2 separate regions of the Mus musculus genome follow, and region 1 is linked to region 2. A link is a contact called in public promoter capture Hi-C data. All regions are on one chromosome and are shown on one strand. The core of a region is the stretch at or near the end of the contact, and the rest is flanking DNA. Distances in the headings are between cores, read along the strand shown. Region 1 overlaps Ola1 (Obg-like ATPase 1). Region 2 holds the start of Map3k20 (mitogen-activated protein kinase kinase kinase 20).

Region 1 (5,300 bases), core at 28-2,527, 860 kb after region 2:
CCTGATGATTGAGCTGGGGCTGCATTCAAGTAGTCTGGGAGAGCAGCAAATAACCACTGAGCCATCTCTCTAGCCCCTGAGATGTTCTTACTTATGAGTACTTTGCCTGCATGTATGTCTGTGTGATATGTGTGTGTGGTGCCCATGGAGGTCAGAAGAGGACGTCAGACCCTTTGGAACTAGAGTTACAGATAGTTATGAGTCACCACAGTGGGTGCTAAGATCTGAACTCAGTCCTCTGTAAGAGCAGTAGTGCTCTTCACCACTGAGCCATCTCTCCTACTCAAGATCTCATACATTATAAAGAAATGCAGATTTTGGAACATGAACCTGGACTGCTTATGTAACCATCTAACATTACTAACTCAGAACCCCTAGATCTCTCAGACACTAAGGCACCAACCAGGCAGCATACAAAAGCTGGTCTGAGGCTCCTGCCACATATATAGCCAAGGACTGCCTGGTCTGGCCTCAGTAGAAGATGCACCTAACCCTTGAGAGACTTGAGGCCCCAGGGAGTCGGGAGACCTGGTGGGGTTGGGGGGACATCCTCTTGGAGATGGGGGCTGGAGGGGAGGAGGAATGGGATGAGGAACTGTGGGAGAGGGGACCAAGAGGGGCCAACACCTGGACTGTAAAAACATAAAAGTAATAAAAATATGAAAAATATATTCTCTGTATTATAAAGGATAAACCTGTCTGAATTTTATATTAGCTTGTAGTTTTATGGGCATACTAATCATAGATCTAACAATCTAATGCTTAAGTATGGAAACAAATCCTAGGTGTAGTGTTTATGATGGAAGGAAAAGGATTAAGGATTACCAGGAGAAGCAGGGATGGAGCTCAGAGGTAATGACTGGTTAGTGTACACAGGACCCTGGATTTGAGCTGGCACATTCACTAGGAAATAATGGAGAAGGTTGGGTTGAGGCAGTGCTCTTGCACTTGGATTTGGATACACTACCATGATATGTCTGAAAATCCAAGGGGAATCAGCCAGGAATTAAATATACTCATTTGGAGCTCAAAGGCTAGATCAAGGCTAGGGATACAAACTTAGAATTTACCTATATTTAGACAATTAATTCTAGTCATGGTTAGGGATTCTACCACATAGGGAAAGCTGTTATGATTTAAATGTGAAACATCTCCCACAGGTTCTCGTCTTTAAACACCTGGTTCCTAGCCCACCAGTGTTGCTATCTGAGACTGTGAACTATCAGAAGGTGGAGCCTCCCGGGGGGAAGTGGGTCATCAGGAGAAGGTCTTACAGTTTTATAGCCCAGATGTGCTTCCTGTCCTCTGTTTCCTTCCTGCTGCACAAAGCTGTAAGTAAGTAGCTGCCACTCCTGCCAGTGTGGCCTGGAGCTGGTCCTACTGCCACACTGCCCCCATTACCACAGAACTAAAATAAATTCTTAAAGTTGTTTCTTCTCAGGGTTTTGGCTAAAGCTTTAACAAAAGTAATCAGTACACAAAATTGCCTCATCATGTGATCTGTAAGTATTTGGAACCAGTTTACAGAAGAAATGAGGAAGAGTTCAGAGCTGCAGGCTAAAGCAGGGTTCCTAAGACTTCTCCCATTAATAACCTCGTTATACCTGAGCAAATTTTAATGGCCCTGTGTATAGAGGTATATGAAATATGCAAATGAACCAAGTATTTACTGATAATAAATTATACAGATTTTATTTTAAAACCATTTTTGAATGCATATATTACCATTTATTAGAAACTGGAGCAACTTGCATACTATGAGATGGGGGTTTACATAAAGAATTAAATGCCGGCTGAATCTTTGATACTGCCGCATGTACAGCACCTTCAGTGTTTCAGAGTTGACTGCCAATGCTGAGAAGACCCTTCACAAAAATACAAGTACAAGATGGCAGAAGTCACTTTAGGGCCATTTCTTTCTTTCTTTTTTTTTTTTTTTTCCCCCGAGACAGGGTTTCTCTGTGTAGCCCTGGCTGTTCTGGAACTCACTCTGTAAATCAGGCTGGCCTCAAACTCTGAAATCCGCCTGCCTCTGCCTCCCAAATGCTGGGATTAAAGGTGTGTGCCACCACCACCTGGCTGGGCCATTTCAAAAACTGTTAAAAATTCTGTCTTAATTCCAAGCCCAAACTCTTCATTTGATAAAAAACAAAAACAAACAAAAAACTACAAAAAACCCTTTCAGCCAGCAAGCTGAACAATCTAAAATCAAACAGGCGAATGCTGTCAGAAACACCTTGTATTCGTTACATGTTTAATCATGAATAAATTTTTGGCTGCCACACACTTAGAAACCTTTTTAATGTTGCCACGTTTTCCACAATTCTCTATGTTCAGTTATGAGGGTTGTGTTTAGTCAGGCATGGTGCGTGCCTTTATTCCCTGCACTAGGGAGGCAGAGGCTGATGGACCTTTTTGAGTTTGAGAGCAGCCCAGTCTACAGAGCAAGTTACAGAACAGCAAAGGCAAATAGAATCCCTAACTCAAAAACACAAAAGTCATCACCATCGTCATCCTCACAGTCACTCATCATCTGTGAGGTACATAATCCTACCGTAGACCTTAATGGGCCATTCTGGTGGGAGTCAGGCTGATAAATGTGGACCACAATGATTATGCTAATCAGACTGGACAAAGAAACCAAAGTCTATCGGAAACTAGACTTTACTGGTTAAAGGTCAGGTCTCTTAATATCTTCCTCCTAGCTCTTAAAAACTTGAGTTCGGCTGAATTCAAGTCATAGACAGTAAGCAACCGTGCAGGTTGTGGCAGTAGTGCAACCATGAAGACTGTAGCAATAGTGCAACCATGCAGGCTGTGGCAGTAGTGCAGCCATGCAGGCTGTGGCAGTAGTTTCTGCTCACGGCTTTTAGTCAGGGTTACGGAAAAGAAGGCAACAAATAGAAGAGACATATATATTAAAAACAAAAAACTAAACAAAAACAAAAACAAAGCCCTCCAGTTTCATGCCAGGCGAGGAAGAACATGGATATAAAGTTGCTGTGAAGTAGGGTGCAGAAGCATTTGTAAATGTTAAAGAAATTACTACCATTAAAGACTGTAAATAGGACTAACTTTCTCAGAAGTATTTAATGATCGTAAAGAAAAGGCAATTGTGTCATCAAGATGGTTTGAAGCCTTGAGAGCTGAATCCCACCTCCAGATGCACTTAGAGGTGGATGAGAGAACTGACTTCACAAAGGGGTCTCCTGACCTTCACATGCAACCCTGTAGCATGAACATCCTCACAAACACAGTGACAATGAGTAAAAAGTTAAAATATACATGTAATTGAACGGAGTATTTAGAAAGTTGTAGCACCAAACTTTTTATTTGACAATGAAAAATCTGAAAACTGCTGAAAAAAATCTAGTTTGATAGAGACAAGTATTATATAAAACTGAGAATTCTGTGCTAGGCATAGTGGCACACACCTTTAATCCCAGACAGAGGCAGGAAAATCTCTGAATTCCAGGCCAGCCTGGTCTACAGAGAACATTCCAAGACAGCCAGGGCTACACAGAGAAACCCTGTGTACGGGGACGGGGGTAAGGGTGTGGGAAGTTGGGGGATGGGAGGCATAAAACAAACAAAATCATTGAAAATTCCCAATTTCAAAAACCTGGAGACCTCCACAACCTCCATCTTTCTGAAGAATGACATAAGTCCACAAGTGAGAAACCCCACATGTGATCTCATGGGACTAGTGGCAGTCAGAATGAAGGAATTCTAATGAAGGACTGCATTAGACTGTCATTACACCACAAGCATATACGCATATACACTGTATAGGAAACATAAATGGGTCTGTGTTTAGAATTTGGATCCTATGCTCAAAATATAACAAAAGGCATGTGCAAATAATGAAGAATATGAAAAAACAATCCACATCAGAAACACTTCTGCTCCCAGTAATTTTAGATACAATGTAAGCAATCTATACAGGGAAGGAGGGAGGGAGGGACAGATGGGGGGAGGCAGGGACAGACAGAGGGAAGGAAGGGGTATTGCTGGACAAAACATAATTTTACAAATATACTAAAAGTCCATTGAAATGTATACTTTTAAAGTGCCAATATTCTAGTATATAGTTGAACTGTCTAAAAAATGGTTTAAAAGCAACAGAAAAAAAAAGTGTATGGCAGATAAGAAGAGTAAATCAGGTTTGGTTAGTGGAAAATAAAATTATTTCTGTCTGCAGATTTTTGGTCTTTGGAGTTGGGGGCAAGGTCATCTGGTAGAGGTAAAGAATGCATAGAATTACACAGTAATAAGCACAGTAACAGCTTTGGGGAGCATAGGGAAACAGCTACAACAGAGCAGAACAGAGAAGCTAGGTACTGCTGAGGGCCATGGAGATCATATGCACAGGAATGTCTTCTTAATAGTCTTTTCTGTGTTTGGCAGGTTATTGGAAAAGAAAAGGTGAATAGATAGACAGACAGACAGATTGATAGATATTGTGTGTGTGTGTGTATGTATGTATGTATGTGTGTATGTATAGTGTGTGTGTGTGTGTGTGTGTGTGTGTGTGTGTGTGTGAACATCTATGCGTGGAGGTCAGAGATCAATGATGGGTATGTTCCTTGATTGTTCTCCATCACCAAACACAGCTGTCATATTGGTGCTGGGGATCCAAACTCAAGTCCTCAAGTTGCCAGTAGGCATTTTACAAGCCAGGTTATTTTCCCAGCCACAATCTAACTCTCAGCTATCATTTATTGTTTGTTTATGTTTAATAAGTTCCCATGCTGTAGAATAGACGAGCCTAAGCTTGTGATTACCCTGCCCCTATTGCCCGTGCACTGGAAGCACAGGTGTGAGCTACCATGCCTCTGGTTTTTATTTTTAATTTTTCCTCCTGTTTTGGAGACAGGGTCTCACTATGTGCTCCTACATGGCCTTGAACTACAGGCATATACCACCAAGCCCAGCTCTGGATGGAGCTGCTGTTTTTGATGCCTATACATCCTAGACAAGTGTTCTACCACTGGTGTGTGTGTGTGTGTGTGTATGTATATGTACATGTATGTATGTGTGTGTGTATGTATGCATATGTACATGTATGTATATACCAGTGACATGCCTAGCCTTTTCTATCAGTGCTTAGATGAACTTACTTCTCTCTTACGTGCTATACAAACTGACGACCCCAAATCAGTCTCACCTTTGCTTTATCTTGAGAGGAGTCAAATACCTTTGCACTTCCCAACTTCTATCCTCAAATTGAGAACAGGGTGCACTAAGACTCATACCATTTATGCAGTATACTGAACACACTATCTACCATGCTACTGGAC
Region 2 (4,858 bases), core at 164-2,663:
TATAAGCTAAAAATATCAGAAGCTGCAGGCTTCCAGTACAAAGCAAGGTATGGATGGCTGGTGACTGGCAAGCTGGAACCAGTGGCTAACACCTGATTTTGGTGAGCAGGAAACTGAGGACTGCCTGTTAAGTGTCCCATGTGACAACTGAGAGGAGCAACAGCAAAGTCAGGCTCTCTGATTCCTCAGCCAGAGTCAGGACACAATCGGATGTCTTTAAAGCTAAGGTGACTGCAGTCTCATGTTCATTTCGCGCTCAAGAGCCCAGCACCCTTTTTTTTTTTTTTTTTTTTGAGTAGATAGACAGCTTTTTTTTTTTTTTAAACAATTGTTTGATCACCTACAAAAGAATTTTTTTTAGCTGGATAGTTTTCATCAACCTTCTCAGTTACCAAAATGCAATTTATTAATCCAAAATCCTCAGTCTTTGTAATCACAGACCAGAAAGTGGTTTCTTTTTTCATTAGTGTATATTTACCCATCCTTTCCCATTCATATATTAAATATATATGAACGGTTTTCAAAATTTCTATTTCTCTTTGGGCTTCTTTTCTGATTTCCGTTTCTTGTTTCATCTCTGCCTGTTTTTCCTCTCCTGACTTCAAAACTCAGCAGGAAGCCAGTTTCCTCTCCACAGATTTCTATTTCTGTCAATGACACCATCGTTCTTCCAGTCACCCAGGTCTCAAATCTTGGCATCACCGCTTTCTTCTTTCCCAACCGAATGGGTCACAAATTTCTGTGGCCTCTTTCTGAAACATGTCTCTCAATTCCAATTTTCTTTTTAAAAACGATCCCAAACTGTACCCTCTAACTCTAGCCTTCACGATTCTATCTGTTACCTGGTAGTGACAATATCTACCACTTATCTTGTTTCCATCCCTAAGCAACTCTCTAAACCACTACTAAAATGGATGGGGAGGAAAGAGAATATGGCTTAACATCTTCAGGCTGGTAAGCCTCCTGCTCCAAATATAAAGCCATGCACTAAAATACGAATATCCATTTTGCACGATTTCAACTTTCCTTAACTCTCCACGTGTGTACACGTGAAATTCTAATTCAGAAACTGTGTTCCCTACTTTTGCAACCTCTCCTCTTTTTCCACTCCATCTACATCCTCCCCGATCAATTTCTTTTCTTCCCAAAGCCAGGTGACACGTTTTGTTCACACTTGTCATGGACTCTGTCTCCTCGATGGGAAATCGCGGGCACTTCATCTTAAAAGTCACCAACCAGAGCAGCAGGCCTTGACTCCTCCTCAAAATCTCCAAAGTACCTGTTGATGGTCCCACTGAGGCACCCGCGACCCTGACATTGCCTTCCCTGCTGTCCCCTTCCCAGCCAAGTGCATTCAGTCTCACGGGGGGTAAGGGGGGGGGGGCAGCAACCGGGCTCTCCGCGACCCCGAGCCCCGGCCTCCCTGCTGGGCACCGAGCCGGGCGTGCCCGGAGGCTGGCCGGCCGGCGGTTCCACGCTCGGAGGTAGGTGGTGCTGTTGCCGCGACGTCTTCCTCATTGGCGCCGCGCGGAGAGGCGGAATGTTCAACTCCTGACTCCGGCGGAAGCGTGGGAGCCGCGCGGGCCGCCGTCCCCGACCCCCGCCGCCGCTCGCGCCCGATCCGGGAGCCAGGTAAGGGCTGTGGGGGACGGGAGAGGCGGGAGGGAGCTCCGCTGGAGGACCGGCGGGACCGGGGCCTGCGGGGCCGGGGCAGCGCGGCTGCGGGAGGCCGGGGCTCGGCGGGCGGCTGTCCTTGGCTCGCCCCCGGTGCCCTGGAGACCCGTGGTCCCCGAGCCCGCAGACCCCGAGACCGCAGCCCCTGAGCCCTCAGTCCCTTGCCGCTGGGCCGAGGACGGCTTGGGCATGTCCGGGCCGGTCCAGCCGGGCACTCGGTGCCCGGAAGAGTCCGGCCTGGCACAGCTCGCGGCGATCCCGGGGAACCTGCGGCGGCTGCCCTTCCCGAGCACCCTCGCCTTCCGTGGGAGCACACGCGGGTGTCGCAGGCGCGGGGATCTACACCAGGGTGGGCACTGGGTGACCCGGGCCGCAGCCACGCCTCGCCCCGCGCGTGACAGATCTCGGGAAAAACTTTAATTCTAAACTGCCCAGATGACATTGGAACTGCCTGAAAAAAAACAACAATGGCACGTCATTGTTGGGTTGCTGAAAATGTATGTTTCTCATGCGCCTGGAGATCCTGCATAAGCACTGTTTATGGAGAACATAATTACTATTTTTGCTAGTTTCGTTAATAATGAAAGCACACCATTTGGTGGCCCGTTCCAGCGATTTCACAATAAGCAGCCTTCATTAATAATGCGTGTGAGAACCGTCTTCCAGAATGGATTGAGGACATCTGAGTTCGGATGGTTGTTAAAGTGAGTTCCTGTTTTACCCCTAAAGTGGTTGTAGCGAATCTTCTGGTCTTCTTGACTGTAGATGAAACCAACTGCCAGCATTTAGTGGATCCAAACCTACCAAAATATTTAACGATAAAAATAAACAAATGATTCAAGACCAGACTTCTTTGTCATCGGCCTGTCTCTACTCTGAAATTTCATTCTTTTTTTATCTTAAAAAAAAGTGACGGCTGCATTTTAATTATGGTTTTGATCATTTGTAGAGTCTTTGTTTTAGATTTCTGCTACAATAGTGAGAGATTTGGGAGATTGTAAATGAACATGAATTTAGCTTGTTTAGAAAGAGAGAATTAAGAGAGAAAAATGGTCTTTGGAGCACTGTTTATTTTAGTCTTTTACAATGTAATTTTGACAAAAATTTTGGGGGATTTTTTTTTAAACTGGAGAATGTGCAAGTCAGAAGTTTAAGTGGGAAACATTTTGTTGTCTTAGAAAGCAAGTAGCTGATTAATCTTTTAAAAGTTTTTGTTTTGTTTTGTTTTAGGGGGGATACATAAGAACACATTAAGAAAAATAATAACCAAATATTAAGCACACAGATTTAGATCTAAAAATGGATGGTCAAAGATCTTGGGAACTGAGGGACCTTCTTGCCAAATAAGGAAACTTGGCAGGCTGCACTGTGTATTTTAAGTTAGGGCAGAGTGAGTGCTATTGGCAATACATTGGCTCAGTGCCTATCTGGGCTCTGCAGTGAAACTGAGTCTGATAGGCCTGCGGAATTATAGGCAGGAGTTACGAAGGGTGTGGAGTGAATCGCTGGATCATCAGAGGAGACACTGGAGAAGTTACAGGGACGTTTTGTAAAAGAGGTCAGATAAAACTCTGAGTGTGTGTGCCCAGCAGAAGCAGACTACACAGTGGGTCTCAGAACTTGACACAGCCAGGGAAGAGTCAGTGTTAAGCTGAGGAAAGGAGTTTGTGGTAACACAGGACTGTCAGAACCAGAAAGCCTCTGTGCCCTGAGGTGTTAGGAAGAGAAGTTTGGATCATTTGCTTTCCATTTTATTCTACCCAGGACAGATGGGACAAGGTGGGGGACTGTTGGATCTAAAGATAATAGCTGAGACACCTTCCGTCTTACTGTGGGGAAGTTTAGGCTACTTCCTTTGTGGCTATTGACCGTGGTCTATACTACACATAAACCAGCATAGTTCCAGCACTAAACAAAAGATTCTTACCTGTGCAGGGAGGAGAGCCATCAACCCCAGAGCCTCACAGCTGGTCAGATAATACAGGGCCTTTGTCTCAGACCCTCCTAGAGACAGCTGAAGCATTGAGTGACAGGAGTTAAATAATCCCAGCACAGTAAGAGACTGAGAACAGGGAGCCATACATTTGATACCTAACCCCATTGGCACCATTGCCAATAGAAAATTAAAGCCTCCAATGTGTGGACAGTAAGCAATCCAGCCGTTATGGTAACAAGAAATGGATTTGTTTAAAGAAAAAGGGGGGAGGGAGAGATTAGGAGGCAGTAAATGATGAAGTAGAAAAAAATAAAGGTATACCATGGAGGGAAAGGAGGTGACCCAAGTTGACTTCCGGTTGTGCTGTTTGTAAATTAGGCTCGGCCAACTTTTATAACCTTGGGGGGCAGTACTACCTGTTTCCCCAGGAGGGGTCTATGAGACAGTGTGTGGAAATGCTTAGGCTAGTCCCTGAAGCTCCACCTGCCGTGACTGGGTGCAGAGAGGACTTCCCCGCATTTCCCAAGCTGCGTGCTTGCCTCTCCCAGCCAAGACTTGCCTACAGTATTTTGCCTTGTTGCTCTCATACTAAGTATGCACGCTGAGATTAGATTGGGTGGGGGGCTCCCTAGCCACTCCTCCCTTGAGAATAAGGGTTTCCAAATCGACTCTGTATGTGGCTTTGTAAAACTATGTTTTGGGGAAGAATCTGAAAATTAATACACTTAAGTATATAGATGAAGGATTTTGAAGTTAGGGGAACACAGGCAGGCTATGACAAGAAGCCTGGACTAAGATCCCTTGGGACCATTTGTAAGGCTCATCTTGAGTAGCTCCTGTGTTCAGGGTCTGCCACTCTTTTCTGGATCTATCTGTGAACACCTTAAAAGAGAAGGAACACATTTATCTCTAGGTCATGGAGTAAATATTACTTATTAACCTTTTTCTTACAAGGTACCCTACTGTGAGGGAGAGGGAGTGTGTACCCTTAAAGGTCTGCAGATATGCCCATAAGCACTTCTGGTGTAGGCAAACATTTGCTTTAAAAAAAATTTTTTTCATTTAATCTTAAAAACCCATGTGGACTTTTCGGTCTCTTCTTCTCATTCTTGTCTTACTCAAACCAATATAAACAGACACATTTATTCCTCCAGATCTTAAAGTCAGATTATGCTGTAGGACTCACCTACCTTCCCTGCAGTGCTGTCTACTGCACACATGGGAGTAAGCCCACGGGATGATGGGATT

The links. Promoter capture Hi-C pulls out the DNA fragments that hold promoters and counts their contacts.
Region 1: a promoter capture Hi-C map of pre-B cells shows a contact between it and region 2, with 4 times the contacts expected there. The contact joins the enhancer-like site here to the promoter of Map3k20 in region 2. A contact is called at or near these places in 5 of 39 promoter capture datasets (embryonic stem cells, hippocampal neurons, liver and 2 more), 8 of 115 datasets of contacts at active chromatin or transcription factors (bone marrow-derived macrophages, embryonic basal ganglia, embryonic forebrain and 5 more) and 1 of 9 other capture datasets (embryonic stem cells).

What each region holds. Positions count from the first base shown.
Region 1 is chr2:73,145,019-73,150,318 of GRCm38.p6, forward strand. The region is part of intron 5 of Ola1 (Obg-like ATPase 1); the gene reads right to left. Among named protein-coding and RNA genes, the nearest start is that of Ola1, 67 kb to the right of the region's middle. Within about 2 kb of position 1,278, at least 20 of the 459 cell types and tissues checked have an H3K27ac peak or open chromatin away from gene starts, as enhancers often do. A contact at or near this core is called in bone marrow-derived macrophages, pre-B cells and pro-B cells, where this site is marked.
Region 2 is chr2:72,284,224-72,289,081 of GRCm38.p6, forward strand. It overlaps Map3k20 (mitogen-activated protein kinase kinase kinase 20), which reads left to right and starts at 1,414. Exons shown (of 20, transcript NM_023057.5): 1 at 1,414-1,632.